2 separate regions of the Hordeum vulgare genome follow, and region 2 is linked to region 1. A link is a contact called in public Hi-C data. All regions are on one chromosome and are shown on one strand. Each heading gives the region's core, a stretch centred on a gene start, on an enhancer-like site or on the middle of the called end of the contact. The rest is flanking DNA. Distances are from core to core; before and after follow the strand shown.

Evidence for each region. Hi-C and Micro-C count contacts between places; a contact is called where the count stands out from the background.
Region 2: a Hi-C map of seedling shows a contact between it and region 1, with 3 times the contacts expected there. The contact joins the promoter of LOC123444350 here to the promoter of LOC123444349 in region 1. A contact is called at or near these places in 3 of 6 Hi-C or Micro-C datasets (leaf and seedling) and 1 of 1 datasets of contacts at active chromatin or transcription factors (embryo).

The regions. Positions count from the first base shown.
Region 1 is chr3H:476,103,426-476,106,125 of MorexV3_pseudomolecules_assembly, reverse strand. It overlaps LOC123444349 (reticulon-like protein B1), which reads right to left and starts at 1,297. Exons shown (of 5, transcript XM_045121037.1): 1 at 988-1,297; 2 at 351-531; 3 at 37-178. The coding sequence starts at 1,195.
Region 2 is chr3H:476,237,047-476,239,955 of MorexV3_pseudomolecules_assembly, reverse strand. It overlaps LOC123444350 (polynucleotide 3'-phosphatase ZDP), which reads right to left and starts at 1,410. Exons shown (of 13, transcript XM_045121039.1): 1 at 910-1,410; 2 at 766-801; 3 at 191-493; 4 at 66-101. The coding sequence starts at 1,218.

The sequences.
Region 1 (2,700 bases), core at 48-2,547:
TTAATCATTGCGAAATTGAAGAGGTAAACAACATACAATGAGGAATTTCTTCAGATCACGACCATGACCAATCTCTCTCAAGGTAAACAGGCCCCGGTTGATCTCATGCCGCAGTGATAGGGCAATGTTTACAGTCAAGTCCTCCGGAATTTTCACCTCAGGAATGTTCGGGGGAGACCTAAAACATCATCATAAATACAAAGGAATATGAGAAGTGCTAAACAATCAGCAAATTCAAATGGCTAGTAAAGGACGGTGTGTGCAGGCATCACAATCAACAGCAGCTGGTCTAGCACTAGCATAAGTTCAATCGATTTTTTCCATCTAGATAGAAGTGAGGAGAAGCTCACTTGTGAATGAAAATGCAGACATTGGACCAGAGGAACAGGGTGGCCAGGGAGAGGATGAGGCAGTGGCCCACTAAGGTGAGCAGATGGTACTCCATGACCTCGAACAGCAGCCAGATGGCCGTAGCGCCAGCGAGCACCCCTCCGGAGATCTTCTTGTTCCTCCATAGAACAAGATCAGCAGCTGCAAGCAGAATGGAATAAATTTATAAAGCATTCACATCAGGCCAAAAACCCCGAATAAACATTTAGGCGATTAAGCATTCCAGATCTGTTCCACTGCCCCCAGATCGTCAGCAGCATATTAGGGGTTTAGAGTGACGACAAACTGTGCCGCCGCCGTTTAACCATGGCCATACTCGAATTAAGCACGCAAACCTTCAGTTTAATGCGTAAGAACTAACTCTAAACCCTCCAAGCAAGCTTTAGAACAGGCTGATGCGCTGTGAAATCACATAACCGGGGGGGTCCTATCGCTTCTTCCCATCCTAAAGCTACAGCTAGTTATGACTCCGTACCAAGCAATGAAGTAGCAACAGTTCGACAAGCGAGACGAAACGCGATCAGATCGAACCGGATCTAAGCACCAAACCATAATCAATTTCCGAATCTGGAACACGGAGCTCGTGGGGGGGCTTACGCTTGCCGCCGCCGAGGACGGCGTGGACGGGCTGCTCGCGGCCGAAGAGGCGGTAGATCTTGGCCTTGACGCCCGCCGCCGACCCCTTCTTGTCGTCGTCCGAGTCCGACGACGACGACGACGAGGAGCCCCCGCCGCCGTGGAACTTGTCGGAGATCTTGTCCATCATGGACTCCGCCACCGGCTCCTCCTCCTTGTGCTCCGCCATGCTCCCCTCTCTTCTCCTCCCACGCTTTTCTCGGTTAGTTTTCCTCTCCTTTCCTTTCCTTTCTTTTTCCCCTTTGCTGCGCGGTCACGCAAAGACCTCCGGGTGCGCGTAGCCTGGCGGCGACGCTTTATACGGCGCGCGACGCGATCGGGGCCGTCCGTCCGGGCGGCGCGCGGACGGCCAGGATGCGGGCAGGGGCGGTTTGGTTTGAAACTGGTAGGATTCGTCCACGCCGTACGCGACGCGCCCCAGCGCTCGACTTGGGTCCAGCTCTACCCTCTGGCTTAATGGCGAGTTAAGGCCGGGGCCCAGGTGGCAGCGGGACGAAGGGTGCGTGTGCGGGTGGACGGGAGAGGGGGTTAAGTTTGAAGACGCGGACGGGTAGGCGTCGTCATCGCAGGCACGTCGTTGCGGGACCCACGAGGGAGAAGGGCCGGTGGAGATCGCGAGGATGCGTTGGGCGGAACTGTGACACGTGGTGCGAGGCCGACATCCGTCGGCGCCCACGGTGGTCTTGTCGTCTCGGGAGAAGCTTCTTGGGCAACGACTTGGACGAGCACATAACTTGGTGGCTAAGCATTTTTCGTCCAGCAAAGGCTGATTCATGGACAGTACTGTTCATGGAGAATATTTTTTTGGACCGTCTATACGGTCAGGTACCTGAAACAATTTTCAGCGTCAATCCGTTTTTTCGGGTCCAACGGCAACGATCGGGCTTGCCACGTGTTCTTCTTCTTCCTTCCCCGTGCTTGACGGTTCCTCCTCCTCCGTGTGACCTAGCTCTAACCGACTGTCTGTGTCTTTCATAGCTAGTAAGCGTTGTGACGCACGTTCTTGCCGCACCACCCCTCGCTCGACTCCCCCCCCCCCCTTCCGTGTTGTCTATCGCCATCGACCATCCCTTTAGTCCATTCGATCTCCAACAACTCTGGTGACGACAACCGCATCCTCGCATCTGTGTAGTCAAGTGTCGGACTCGCTCCTGTTGGCTTTTGCCCGTTAACGGTTCAACCTCATCGGGGTCAGGGCTCCTCATTGTCGCTCCCCGTGTTGTCCCCGTCTTTGGCCTATCGTGAAAGCAGAACACACTAATGCGTCGAAATTTTCAGGTACTTGATGTTTGGCAAATGTGTTCTCTAATCCTTAGGATCTCCACTCATTAAAAGAACAGAGTTGTCCGATTAATTAACAGAAAACTCCCCAAAAAGTGACTCCGACTTTATTGCGGACGACGAACCAATAACTCTGAGACCAAACGAAGCACGAAAATCTTGCTCGCATATGTCAAATAAACAACTACAACATGTCAATGACCAGGAAAATCGGACTTCGCAACATGAGGAGCACACCTAGCATCATTACAGCCCTAGCCGCCCATCACGCGACATCGTTGACACTGTGTCACCCGACATCGCTGCAACTCTGATTTCACACTTAGGAATAAGTCAGATTGTAGGCGGTGAAGGCAAGCTATCACCCTACCCATCTTTCTACGACCATCATCG
Region 2 (2,909 bases), core at 161-2,660, 130 kb before region 1:
CATACTACTAAGAAATATTCAGCATACAGCAGCATAGGCATTTCAACAAGTGGGGAATGTGTTACCTTCTCTAGCTCCCGTAACTCCCCACGATCGTCATCCTGGAGGCCAAAAGTAACAGTTTAGCCCCCAAAGGAAAATACACAACAGAACTAAATAACAATGAAATGAAGCCTCCTAGAGCATAAACCTTAATGGAGTCGAACCCCTTGAGCTTCTCAACAGGGCCTAGTGGATGCGACGAGGTGGGGAAGCAGGCGACGTGGTACCACTTGGTGCTGTCAAAGCCACGGGGGTCATGGGCTGAGACGCCAATGCGAAGAGCGCCCTTGGCGATGCTTGCATTGCAGCCCTTGCAGGTGGATCGCGCGGACTTGGCGTATTCAACAGAGACACTTCCTTCTTCAGCCACCCCTGCTTTAGGTGAAACCTTTGCTTTCTTCGGACTTGGTACTTCCAATGGACTTACTGCAGTCTGGTCTCTCTTATTATTCTGAAAATGGTAGAATGTTCAATTTCATGGAACAGTCCATACTTTTATTTTAGGAAGCAAAACTACATTCTGTGAGGGAAGAAGCCAAATCTCTTATTCATTTGCTCATCAAAAAAATATTAATTCTATAATAAGCTGCCTATTGGATAGAAATTTGGAATAATGTAGAATGATCTAACATTACTCGAGATTGCAGGCAGAAATATTCAGCGCAAGAGTGGCAGGAACACCACAAACAGAACGGGCATTTCAACATGTGAGGAATGCGTTACCTTCTCAAGCTCTCGCAGCTCCTCGCGATCGTCATCCTGCACAACCCCCAAATACCCGAAGTTTAGCCTCAAAGCAAAGTAGCAAACAGATCGGAAAAAAATGAAATAAAGAAAGAAAGAAAAAAAAACGCAAGTCCCCCAGACCTTAATGGAGTCGAACCCCTCGACCTCCTCGACGGGGCCAAGCGGGTGCGAGGAGGCGGGGAAGCAGGCGACGTGGTACCACTTGGTGCTGTCGTAGCCCCGCGGGTCGTGCGCGGTGGCGCCGAGGCGGAGCGCGCCCTTGGCGATGGCGGCGCTGCAGCCCTTGCAGGAGGAGCGGCCGGACTTGGCGTACTCGACGGAGACGGTCGCCTGGGCGGCCGGCGAGGCCGACATTGCTCCCCGGGCGATGCGAAGGATGGCGGGGAGGAAGAGGAGGCTGGGGTTTCGGAGGAAGAGGGGCGCGAGCATGCGAGGTGGGGAAGGGATGGAGTGGAGGAGGGGGCGGGGACTGGCTAGGGTTTTGTGTAGTGTGGGTGGTCGGCGCTGGAATCACGGCGTGGTGGGAGGGCGGGAAGAAAGAGGAAGGTGGGGCGGCGAGCCGCGGTGGTGTTGGCCGGTGCGGGCGCGTTCTCCGTTGCTGCCGACTGCCTGCCGTCCTGTTCGACTGTTGGTGAACAGGCGTCAAGGGTCACGCTCGGCCGCTTCGGGGCGGCTGCATCGTGGACTGGTCTAGACTTGGGCTCGTTTAGGTCTTGTTTGGTTTCTCTAAATTTAAATGGGTTTGAAGAGAGGATTAATCCCTTTCAATCCACTTCAATTCCTTTGTGGGAGGGATTAATCAAACAAGCTTTTAGGTTTCTGCCAGTACCATTCATCTGTCGCCCGGTTAGAGTTAAAGCCTGTTTGGGATTGCTCTGTTTCTCAAAATTCAGCTATGTTCCAGAAAAGACAAGTCAAACGGATAGCTCCATGATATGCTGTTGTGAAAAAAAACTAGAATCTCGGGTACAACTTCAAAGTTTTTCTGAAGCTCCTAAGAGGGTGTTCTAAAAAACTCTTAGAAGCTGAAGTTGGGGGAAAATTACCCATCACTGTCACTAGTAAGTGGATACCCCTTCATTTTCTTTCCCCTCAACCAATCAAATACATTCTTTCCATCAATTTTTCTATTCTTGAAGCTGGAGCTACATTGAAACCAAACATTCTCTTGATAGTGCTATAGCTTCTATATGAAACTCCTTCAAGGTGAATTTGATGAAGTGAAGCTTATTTTGATGAATTGAAGCAGTCTCAAACAAGCCCTTAGTTTGAGCTAGTTGGGGATAACTAGCCCTAAAGTATTTAAACATGAGGATTTGAGCTAGTTGCATCTAATTCATTAAAAAACTATCCCATCTAAAAGATGCTAATTGGAGCTAATTCTTATGGGTTCATTAAATATCATTTTCTCTTTATCCCATCAGCCAAGAGGTGTTAATTGGACATAGTTTTTATGAGGCCCACTCAAAAAATCACCTTTCTCTCTTCATCAAGTACATATATTGTCAATCTAACCTTGTCATCCAAACACCTCTTTGACTAGAGTTACTTTAGGCTTAGTCATGAGCTAGAAACTAACTCTAACCTCTAGCTAAGTTAGAGTATCCAAACAGGACCTATATAACTTTAGCAAGAATATAATAATAAGCAATGCTAATCACCAGCCATCTCTAATCCTAGCGGAAAATAAGGTTGGGATCTCTCAGCCTAAGAGCAACTCCCTCCAACGCCCCCATCTGAACGGTTGGATCGGCCGTCCGCTCGGCGTTCGTCGTATTTAAGATTTGGATCGTAGTGCGTTCAACGCCCGTAATCCATATTTACCGTAATGGTCGACTGGACATCCTTTATAACAAATATGCACACGATTTGCATTATTTCAATGGTGGAGTCAAGATTAAAGCAAAGCCTGGACCCAAAATAATTCTTTTTGGCAACATGGGGAATTTTTTTAGCAGAGTACAATCGAAGCCACTCACATACACGAGCATACACTCACCCCTATGATCGCACGCACGCACAACCTACCCTTATGAGCATCTTCGAGAGACTAAGTTGGCACATCATCTTGAGATTGACGAAGTCGCCACTCACGCCTTCGTTGTCGACGGGAACGTCTC